2 separate regions of the Zea mays genome follow, and region 2 is linked to region 1. A link is a contact called in public Hi-C data. All regions are on one chromosome and are shown on one strand. Each heading gives the region's core, a stretch centred on a gene start, on an enhancer-like site or on the middle of the called end of the contact. The rest is flanking DNA. Distances are from core to core; before and after follow the strand shown. Region 1 holds the start of LOC103636319 (BTB/POZ domain-containing protein). Region 2 holds the start of LOC100502467.

What was found. Hi-C and Micro-C count contacts between places; a contact is called where the count stands out from the background.
Region 2: a Hi-C map of leaf shows a contact between it and region 1, with 6 times the contacts expected there. The contact joins the promoter of LOC100502467 here to the promoter of LOC103636319 in region 1. A contact is called at or near these places in 3 of 25 Hi-C or Micro-C datasets (ear, leaf and tassel).

What each region holds. Positions count from the first base shown.
Region 1 is chr8:166,034,825-166,040,719 of Zm-B73-REFERENCE-NAM-5.0, forward strand. It overlaps LOC103636319 (BTB/POZ domain-containing protein), which reads right to left and starts at 2,930. Exons shown (of 13, transcript XM_008658671.4): 1 at 2,487-2,930; 2 at 1,439-1,622; 3 at 1,274-1,342; 4 at 1,062-1,160; 5 at 51-130. The coding sequence starts at 2,758.
Region 2 is chr8:166,190,605-166,196,499 of Zm-B73-REFERENCE-NAM-5.0, forward strand. It overlaps LOC100502467, which reads right to left and starts at 2,849. Exons shown (of 2, transcript NM_001151696.2): 1 at 2,536-2,849; 2 at 1,797-2,438. The coding sequence starts at 2,721. The coding sequence ends at 2,073. It overlaps LOC103504720, which reads left to right and starts at 5,824. Exons shown (of 1, transcript NM_001297627.1): 1 at 5,824-5,895. The coding sequence starts at 5,895. TRNAL-AAG (transfer RNA leucine (anticodon AAG)) reads right to left here and starts at 5,459; the gene lies at 5,379-5,459.

The sequences.
Region 1 (5,895 bases), core at 1,680-4,179:
GCTTGTAGTGTCATTGAACAGACAAAAAAACACAAAGTGACAAAACTAACCTTTTCTCCTCGTTAGGTACCCACAATTCATCAGATGTAAGGAGGGCATGCAAAGTCTGTGAAGAAAGCTTTGGTAGAACCTTTCAAGAACAAAATAAAAAATAATATTGTGAATAACCAAAAGCCTCCGCTTATTCAAAACTTCAAATATAACATAGAATGTATATTAAACAACACATCCTCAGATGTAAGTACTTATGTTGATGAAAATAAAAAAACCAAACATATTCATATAATTCAAGTATTGAACATAGAATAGTTTCTCAGCATTTTTTCGTACACACCAAAGTACCTAACAGCCATACTATCCCCGTTCACAACAATAATCACCATGTACTTGATTCAAATACCGAAATAAATAGTCAACTAATTCATGCAGTGAAAGATATTGCTCAAATTAAGGCATAGGTGATAAGGTCTATTAATAAATGAGCTCTATCAATATCTAATACTACCTCCGTTCTCGAATATTTGTCGTCCGCTAGTTCATTTTAAACTAAAAAAAACTCGGCCGGGGAGGGAAAGACTGCCCTCCCGGTATTATATTAAGAAGAGACCGAAATAATGGTCCCGGCCGAGAAAATCCCCGAACCCTGACCCCCCATCACTAACGGACCGGCGTCAACTGTCCACTCTACAACGGTCTAACCGGAGGGTGGCGCACAGGACATCGTAACCCGAGAGCGGATGGGGCACAACGAGGGGATTTTTTTAACCAAGCCTGAAAATTCGCTTCCGAGGGGAATCGAACCCAGGACTTAGAGGTGCTACTCGGAAGTCCTTAACCACTAGGCTAGAGACCCTTTTTTTGAACTAAGCCACGACAAATAAAAAAGAACAGGGGGAGTAAGGAAACCTTTCAATTCACATGCAATCATAAATGAGCGATGTAAGAGGTAACAGTAAACAATTCTAAAAACCAAGAAAGAAAATCTCTGTAAAGATTGCAGGGCATTTCAACCAACACAATTACACCATTTAATCAGATAAAGTCCTATAAATCATATGTACCTCTCGCAATTCCAGTGTGGCACTTTGACAAAGATAACCCCAGCAAGCATTCCTGACACGCTCTCCATGGCTACCATAATCTTGACTCTCAGCAAACAACTACTAGCAACAACAAAAAATTGAAACCAACAAAAAATGATCAAGGAGAATAATGTGGATATTTTAGTGCTCAATAAATCTGATCTGACTCAACATAGTAGTATTGAACTTACCTGATATTGTAAAAAGTTCGATGTCCAAAGCTCAGAAATAATAAAATCTGTACATATCGTGCACAAGTCCTACAATTGAACATATCATATGTGAGACAAAATAATACAGCACGACGAGGCACAAAGGAAAATTATAAATAAATGATTAAAATGGGACAAGTAGACCTGAAGATCCAGAAATGATGCAGCTGCAAGAACCCGGAATGCATTGTTATCATTAAGCTTGGGGGCTTGCCCATAAAGATATGCAAGCGCAATTGCAATTGCTTCTGAATCAACATTGGCATCATCTATGTGCAAAACCACTGTGGGTGCTCCCGCCTCTCTCCAAGGACCATGTAGCATATTCCTTCCAGTCATCATTATACATAAGTTGTTAATAATTTTACTTATTTTAATATACATGAAAATTCTACGTGGTAGTAGGGAACTGATGTAAGAAAACAGCAAAAGGTAAAAGTTTGGTTGCAGAAAGAGAGCGACTTCTGTGCTGACAGACAAACACACAGAGAATGGATTAGGCAATCAATGTTGGATACTTCTATCATAATTATATACAAGTTTACATTTGTTTGGCCAAGTGATAAGTAAGCAATGCATATCCATGGCAACTACAAGAGCAGAGCACCAAAGTCCAATTCAAGTACCAAGCAAAGATGCAAGGACCATAACCATTATGAATTCATTTTTCATGTGCCAAGCTATTGGTTGATGGCTATACCTCCATCCACAAATTCTGGCCTTGGAATCTCAACAGAAAAATTATGTAGTGGGTAGTTCCCGACTTTTATTAGACCAATTTTAGCTTCAGTCATGATTCGTGGCATAGATGGAAATCTGAAAGTCATAGAGAAAACTAGACATCGAAGGATGCACTATGATATATAGAGTAAATGAAGATCTAACATATTCTGTAAGAGGGTAAGATCTTAATTGGCATGCTAATTGCAGGCTGTAACTTTTTGCTGACAAAAAGAGACCAGAATCCTAATCACTTGGTAAGGATACACTAAACATTTTAATAGGGATCAAAGCGCATGGAAATTTCACAGGAGAGAGATGGAGACGTCTCAACCAAGACAAAAATGTCCATATAGAAATCCAATTAATAAGTACTATGAGAAGTTGCAGACGATCAGACCGCAGTAGGCACTTCAATCCCCAAGGAATCGAAGGCGGCGAGAGCGCCAAGGTTCAGCATTCTAAAGCTCACCTGAAATAGGCGCTACGAGAGAGGATGAGGCGATGGAGGCGGTAGGTGGCGCCCGCGGCCTCCACGACGAGGTCGGAGAAGGCCCCCAACCCGAACCCCTCCGCCTGGACGTGGTCACAGAGCGCGGCGAGGTTGCAGTCTACCGGCCGGAGCTCCGCCGCCGCGACCGCCACGTCGTACGGCCGCGGACCCGCCGGGGCAGTGGGCAGGGGAACCGCCGGCGCGGCCCTCTCCTCCGCTGCCTGTGGGTGCGGTTGCGGCGGGGCGGCCATCGGGCCTCGGGCTACGGTTTTAGCGGAGGCGCGCGACACGCCGCGTCCGCGTGTCGGTGGAATGGGAGTGATGAGGCGGGGCAGAGTCAGGAGAGGCCAGAGAGTCGGGAGGTAGAAGAAAGGCGAAAAATGATGATTGCTCGGATTCGGGTAATGTGCTGCGATCTACAGTTAGCCAACGCCCAACAGTGTGTTCCCTTCATATTAAAAGCATGGTTTTAAATGGCAAAAAAAAAACGATGAGAAAAACGCATCGTTCGTTGAACATTTGTGAAATTACATCGAAAGAAAGTATCATACCACTCACAACACTAGTCCACACTCCACAGCCGATGGACAAAAATTGAAGTAAAGAAAGAAAGTGGACTTTCTTCCTAAAAAAAAACATGTAGCCTTCATCTGCTTTGTGTGTGTGTGTGTGGGGGGGGGGGGGACTGTTTCTAGCAAAATAAAAGGAAACTGTAAAGGAATGGAAGGTGTTCATCGAGTAAACAGTGCAGCTGCAAGCAGTGCAAAAACGTCTAGAGGTCCAGAAGACGACGACCGTCAGTGAGATTCAGATGCAGCGGGCGAGGAGGCCGCAAACGACCACGAGCCCGACAAGGAGCAGGCGGTCTGCGTGCGCTGAAGCGCCGCCCACTGTGACTGTGAGGCTGAGGACGTCTTCTCCCAGCGCCACCCCTGCCTCCGTCTGCTTCCGCTTCGTCTCCGCCACGACCTCGCCGTCGGGGCCGCTGATCCTGAACTCCGACTTGCGCGGCGCGCCGTCGATCCTGTAGACGACGTCCCCGCCGACGACGCAGGCCGTCGCCACAGCCCCGCCAGCGCCACCGTTCTGCTCCTGCTGCCCTCCTTTCTTCATCTTCTTCTTCAGGATCCGGTGGGGCGCCTTCCGGACGCTGAACCATGGCCTGGCGGAGCCCTCCTGCCCCAGGCCTGCCGCCGGCGCAGTGCCGGCGGAACCGTAAGAGTAGCCCGTCCATGTCTCGACCGCCGCGAAGCTCTGCAGGGAGGGAGAGAACGAGTGTTAGTGTTAGGCTGTTAGCTACGTTCGTCGTCAGAGAAGGACGGAAAACAATACAGCAATGCGTGCGTTCACCTTCTTGAGCAGCTTGAGCAGCGTCCTGCCGTCACTGTCCATGACGTACACCTCGCGGCTGCGGCTGCAGGCGTAGTTGTCGACGCGGTAGGCCACGCGGCCGTCCTCCCCGTAGACGGTGCACCCGTGCCCGCTCAGCACCAGCGACTTCATCCACACCGTGTACACCTGCTGCTGCTGCTGCTGCTTCCCGGCAGCCGCAGCCGGATCAGTAGCGGCGCGTGGGTGGAGGTGACCGGAGAGCGGCTGGATCCTACTGACTGCCATTGATTTCTTCTTCTCAACTTGTGACGATCATCTGCTGGCTGGTGCATTCATTTATACGCACCATGCCTGCATTTCGGATGTTATCTCTAAGATACGAATTATTAACTGGGTTCTCTGCTCGATCAGCTCTCTCCTCCCACAGTTTTCCTTTTAAGAAAAAGGTGGGTACACTCTTGGTTCTGCATGCAATGTTCACGAGGTCAAATCCGAGGGGAAAAAATTTTAAAAAAAATGTTTAGTACCAGGGATCGGATACTGTGTACTAATACTCCAAATACTACTTTGGAAAGTGATGCTGCACTGCATGGACATTGTACTCTTCGTACACCATGGTGTGTGTCTCCCGTATTTCCTAGTGTTTTTCTGCTCCTCTATTTCTCCACATGTTTCTGTTGGGGTTGCTGCGCGCGTTGTCACAAACTCACAACGCGGATGTTTTTTTAAAAAAAAGAAATTGTCTCCCCTGTTTAGCTTTATTCAATTTGTATATATAGCAGGAGAGCATCTGCAGTTGAGACCTTCAGTTTTCTAATCTGGAATTTGTGCGAGTTTTAGTGTGTCGATACCGTGCCTTTTCGTCGTGCCAGATTGAACTGACCGGCCGGTGTGAGATTTCCTAGAAGATTTTGTGTGAAATTCCTAAAGCTGTTGTCATTTTAGTTTTGTGCTAAATTAAACTTCTGTAACTTATTTGACTAGTCTTATAGATATATATTGACATCTACAACACTAAATAAATGCACTATAATCGAGATATATATATATTCATGGTGAATTTGACAAAATATTTAATGTTACAGATATAGACATATAGGATATATGTACATTTTTCTATTAATTTCGTCGAACATGCTAGCGCATCCACAACAATAGCTTAATCAACCGAACCTGCTGCTAGTGAGGTGGAATCGTGGAAGATTCTAATCATCATTCCGTTTGATTGGTTGTTGTACGAGTTTAGTAGTCACCATACGTTCCCGCGCAGCCTAGCTAAGGTGCGCCTTTTGCATGTCCGTGAGCCAGGGTGAGATGATACGTCAACCAAACGAACGTGGATCCACTAACGTAACTGTAGGTGTAGCCCTATCGCATACGGTGTTCATGCGTCAGTGTCTTCATCTAACGTTAGCGGATCTTGATCCCAACCAATCATAGCATGCTTTGGGTCTTTGGGACTCCGAGAATAGAGGGAATGCAAACACGCGGATAATAAACGCGAAATCACATAGAGGCTGATTGGTTGCCGATACATCAGACGCCTGACTTGTGCGGGCTTGATCCCCCAGAGAAGGTAATTTCTAGCTTCTCCATGCATGTAGGCTGAATATGAAAATTCACTAAATTGCATGCGCGCATGCAGGCCGGAGGGCGTGGGGTGCGACAACCAAACAACTTATCGCGGCTGGTCAACGCATGCCGCCGCGAGCCTGAGCAGGTAGGACGCCGCAACCAATCAAGCGAATAAGTACCCAGAGAACTGCACTGGATACACATCTCTGCACTTCTGTTCTCCCCAAACGACCAAACGTGTTCAGATGCTTTGTTAAAACAAAAACGTCGGTCTGTCATTTCACTTTGTTTTCATTCGCCGGGAAGTTTGGAGGGGAGGAGCGTGCGATTCGGTCAACAAACAAATTGTTTTCAGCTACACATTATTCAGTACACCAACTCTCTCGGATGCGGAAGTATGCTAATATATATACATATGGATGATACTGCACCCTTGCTTTCCATATGCCTTTGGAGCGAGCAAACGATTGGATCGGATCAA
Region 2 (5,895 bases), core at 1,599-4,098, 160 kb after region 1:
TCATCCATCTTTTTTACTATTTAATAACCTTTTAGGCCATTATATCATAGAAGGCTTAACGACAGTTTAATGACCATGTAATGAAACATGTAATTCACCCAATGTGTGTTGAATGGACGGTTAAATGATGCTAGAAATTTTGTAATGGTATTTAGATGGATATACTTGATATTTGTATAATATAATATTTTGATAGATGTTTATTTTTTGTGGATATGGGTATGGGGGTAAATTCATACCCACCAGTGTATATGGGTGACCCGGTGGGGTTATTTTTTTTGTCGTAGGTATGAGTATGAGGTAGTAATACCTGGTGAGTATTTACCCATTGCCATCTCTAATTTCCGCATTGCTAACGCGCTACATCCGCAACCAGAACCAGTTCCCGCAGGATGTATCATTTTGGAAACGCAACGAGACGGGTAGCGGCCGGTTCAACGGTGACGGGGACCAGTTGCTTGCTAGCTAGCTTATAGCTTGGGTGATCCAAGTCGGCTATCCTATTCCTACCCTGGCAAGGCCACGCACGTTCTCAAGTGATGGCACTCGCTTTTATCACCAAAGGAGATCGCAGGTGACGAAGAGATCGTAGCACGGTGGCAGTTAGGTCCGGAGGATAGCGTCAACCATGTAGTACCAGCTAAATATACCGCAATTAATTAAATTGCAAAAGAAAAGAAACTAAAAACAAAAGGAGGAAAATGGGGGTCCGACAGCGACAGGAATCCGGGGGACAGGGAGCGCGGTGCATGCATCAGAACAGCGAGTGGGACAGACAAGCACAAACACGTACAATCACCAAACACAAGGTCGCCGCCTTTATTTATTTATTTATTGCTGCCTTTTGGATCTGGAGCTGGAGTCATCAGCGACAAGATTTGAATTGTATACCGTATATTATGTAGGCCTGGCCAGACTAATCGTAGGAGTAGCTAGCTGTTGACACCTCGGGCCAACCTTTGAATCCTTGAACGGTTCGTCTTCGGATCTTATGTTGATGTCTTGTTAGTGCATGTACAATCCTACAATCCTGAGACATCAGTTCGGTTTTTTTCCAAGTATAAAAGATAGCTAAGAGATTGTATGATACAACTTAAAACATTCATTGTACGCGCCTAGGCTCTTAAGGTTCAGCCGACTGAGAGTGGACCTCGGGACCTCAACAGGTGGATAAAACTAAGCGAACACGTTGTATAGTATATGTACACAGTATATACTCACGGTAAGGAGAAGAAGCGAGGGCAAGACAAGCGGCCGTCACGTCATCGTCACCCCCTTTTATTTACCTTGCCGCCTCGGTTCGGCACGAGCACTGACTGACTCCCGGCCTCTTCGCTGTCGGCTGTCGCTGGGTCTCTCCCCTCACGATCGGCCGGGGAAGACGAACGAGGGCGCTGGCTGCGGTTGGGCTTCGTTCCGTCTCCCCCCCCCACGCGACGTGGCTGCCACGCTTCTCTCTCTCTCTCTCTGTCTCTCCTTGTCTCTCCTCCACACTTGGTCGTGGCGCGGCGGTCAGGAACGAGGAGATCTCACTCTCAGTCCCGGCAAGTCCGCGTCTGGGGCCAGGAGACAGAAGAGTCTAGGACGGAAGCGGAACCAACGACGAAGGAGAGACCCAACTACCACTTTGCTTGCTCCGCCCGCCGCCTACCACGGCACGCACCATGTCCTTCCTCTCTTCTTCCCAGAATCGAACCGCGCCATCACTCTATCCTTGCCACCGAGCATCCAGCGTCTCGATCGATGGATCGATCGAACGTACGAACATGTATAGGTATGTACACGGTTTCCATCTTTATACGTGCAGTATTGTTTGCAGGACCGTACGTTACATGGCGCGCGGTAGCCTAGTCGCTAGCTCGACTGCTACAAGAACACGAGCGCTGACCGTCCGACCGACCTAGTTGTCTTTGATATGCTATGCTATATGCTATGCTATGCTACGTGGTGGTGTTCACAATTAGTACAGCGGACACGAACACGACTCATCAGACAGATAATCTGTACACAAGGTTCTTCCTCCTCCCTCTTTGATTTCCTGCCCCTCCACACCATGGAGCTCGACCGCTAGCTCACGCGCGGGCGGCGGACAGAACGCGGCCGCCCGCGCCGCCGCCGCCGCTGTGGGAGCTCCGGCACGCGGCGACGTCGAACCCCTGGATCCTCACGGCGGGCGCGAACGACGACGGGCCAAAACTACTCTTGCTGCTACTGCCGCTGCTGCTGGTGCTGGTATACGACGTCGTCGGCGTCGGCCGGTGAACGTAGCTGCTGGTGCGGATCAGGTGGTCGAAGAAGCCGAGCTCCAGCGGCGGGTCCGCCGCGGGGTGGCGCTGGCTCAGCAGGAAGCTGGGGTCGTGCACCAGCGGGTTGCCCGCGCGCGCCGGCGGCGACCCGCCGCCGAACGCCGCCCAGCTGCACCGACCCTCCTCGCTGCTCTGCGAGAAAAGAACGTGTTTGTGTTGTGAGCGGGGGAGAGCTTGGAGACAAGATTGCTTTCTCGGTTCCAGGCACAAGGGCGGTGGTGGTGGGTACCTCGTTGAGAAGGAAGGGCGGCGGGCCGAGGATGAGGTCGGCGCCGCGGGGGTGGACGTGGACCAGCTGCTGCTGGGCCCTGCGCGGCCGAGGCGCGCAGAGCACCGGCTCGGCCTCCCGGCAGCCGCCGCCGCCGCTGCCCGAGGCGGACTCGACGGACAGCCGGCTCATGGACCTGGAAGGCATCCTCCGCGCGCAGGATCTCGGCCTCGCCTTTGGCTGCCAGAGAGTGGAGAGGAAAGGAGAGGAGAGGAGAGGAGAGGAGGGAGGGGGCGGCTTGGCCTTGGCCTTGGCCTGCGCCTTTTCGTGAGGCGAGAGGGGCTGGTGAGAAGAAGGCGGTGCTGACCCGTCCCCGGCCACCGCAAATATACCAACAACAACCGCCCCCAGTAGGCGCCCGGTGGGCAGGTGGACCACGTCTCTCGTGCGAGCCCCTCCTTTTTTTTTCACCTGCTTTCCTTTTCCTGCTGTTTTTTAAATATATTTACGTGTCCGCAGATGAAGAAATGTGTGTGCCAGAGCAAAAATATCACCCTCGTTTCTGTCGCTCACGGCTTGCTTGTTGCCTGGAGCACGTTGTATAGCGTGCTGCCTTGCTGCTCGTACGTGCGTGGAGGATCGGATCCTGAAAATTGGCGACCTATAATAGCCCCGTTTTTCCCCCCGGAGGCATTGGTGCAAATGAAAAAAACTGTCCGCGTTTAAACTACAGCCCTGTTTGCTTCATATTATAATCTAACCAGATTATATAATCCAGCATAGGTAAACAAATACGTAGATTATAGGTGTAGATTATATATTTTAAAGTCCAGATTACTATAATCTCAAAATCTCACTAAGAAGAGCTTATTTAGGATTATTTTTTATAAAAAACCCACCATACATGATAATATTTGCAAATTTAAAAAAATATGCCATTCTCTTTCCCATATGGTAAACGCACGGGCATCTCTCCTTCACCCCACAGTGCGGTATTCTTATCTCCCTTTCCTGCCTCTAATAATCTAATAATATGTATTCGTATAATCTAGGTAACAAAACAACTACATATACATTATAATTTATCTAGATTATATAATATAGATTATAATCTAGATTATATAATCCAGATTAATCTAGATTATATCATTTATAAGCCGAAACAAACATACATTACTACTACTATCTATTTGCCTAAACAAACGCACGGACTACCTACCTGTATTGTTCTCTTGTTCTCCGATGTTACCTAGGCACTTAGGTAGCATTTTGTTTCGAAGTATAGTGGAACGGAGTCGCTCTGTTCCTCATTTGTTGTTGTTTAGATTGATTTAATATAGAACATAATGATTTTAAAAATAGAAAATTATGTTGAAATGTTAAACCATTTAACTATTCAAAATAGAATGTACTAAACCGCTCTCGGGAAGGGAGCCGTTTTATTCCAACCGGCTCAGAAATCAAACGCTACCATAGTACTAATGATTTATTATACATCGCCGGCCTCCAGTCGTCGCAATCCTCCGAGTCGGACTCCAATCCCACAAATAACCTTCGGAGGTGTAGCATCTCTGTGTACATAGCAGCGCAGCAGCCCAATAGGAGCCCGGTGAAAATAGCCATAACATACTACGAGTTTGCTTGCTAACCAATTTTTCTTCTGCGAATACAGATCACAAAAAAAAGTAATAAAGGTAAAACATGATGGGGCGTCGGTTAGTGAGAAATGGCAGCTTTGTTCCCGTGGCGACGCGAGGCGGGCACCTTGGATCTCACGCCCGTCCCACTCTCTACCCACCCACATGGTCTCTAGATCTTGGCCAGCATCGCCCTGACACGCACGATGCACCGACCACGTTGTGGGCCCCCACTCCTCTACCTCTCAGATTTTTTTTTTCTTTTGTGAACCAGTCCTAGCTACTCTACTCATGTGCAGTGCAGTCGTAAAGTCGCCACAGCTTAGACATTGTTTGTGTTCTTGTTCGGTCTTGGCGTTAAGCAGAGGCTTCCGGATTATTAGCGTGGGCTGCTTTGCTTGCTGGTCATGGTCCCCATGAGAGAGACCATGGACCCTTCGCAGCGTGGGCTGCAGGCCCATCGGCAAAGCCCATCTACCTGGCCTTTTATCACGGTGTTGTAGTCCCTTTTCTTCACGGCACTTTCGTTTTCCTCCGAACAGCAAACTAAACCCTACTGGCCTACTTACTCGTACACACTGACATCCTGGTACGCGCACTGCGTTACGTCCTTACACGTCCTACCACGTCGCGTAGGAGCACCTACGCTACGCGACCCATCACCAATGGCCGTTGCCACCGGGAGGCTCGCCGCGTGGGCGTGGCTGACACTCGCCGTCGTCCTCATCGCGGCCACGCGGGTGCCAACGGCGGCCTGCCGCGGTCTGGTAGCCGCCGCGGCGCCAAGCGCCGGTGACGGGGAGGCGGAGGAGCTGCAGTGCGTGGGCAGGTGCACGACGGAGATGCTGGCGTGCGCCGCGGCGTCGGGCTGCGCCAGCGCCACCACGTGGGGGCGCCGGCGGGGCGGAGGAGGGAGCCGGGCGCCGTGCAGCGGCCGAGCCCGAGGGTGCGAGACCGAGTACCTTGGCTGCATTGACGTCTGCTGAATACCGACGAGGCGACGACACCGTTGCTTTGCTATCCGGCCGTTTTTTCTTTTTCTCGTTTTTTTTGTTTGTTTGTTTGTCGACCTACGTTGTAGTGGATGCAATACAAGATTTCCTATGCCTAATCCTCTGTAAAACGATAAAGAGCAATATAGGTAGGCAAATGTGAAGAGAAACAAAAAAAACTCAACCATTTAAAAAAACAAAATCTGGATTAACAAATTAAGAAGATCAAAACAATTGTTGAGAGTGGGATTTGAACCCACGCCCTTTCGGACCAGAACCTTAATCTGGCGCCTTAGACCAACTCGGCCATCTCAACTTGATGTTAGATGAAGCATCTGTCTTTATATAAGGTTATTATTATTTCAAAACAAGTTCTCATCTTCTAACCGACTGCAGTGACGCAAAGAAATGTGGCATGTGATGAGCTCGCTAGCACCTGCAGCAGGAGACGGTAGTGTCTGTTCCGCTCACGCAGATTATGCTGCTTTTTGTGGCGTGTGGGCACGACGCTCACTTCACACATCTCTCATGCGCAGCACAAGCACGTACGTTTCCCCGCAGGCAACAAAGCACCAACACTCTATCAGCTCGGCTCCGTCCTGCTCCTTGCGGTCGCGTCGGCGCGCGCTGCGTGTATATATAGTTATATACAGACCCGCAAATAGTCCCCAACCCAACGACGCAGCTAGCGCGCATCTCCGATCTGCACTGCACCTTCGTCTCCGAACAACGTCGGTCGTACTCGTACACCA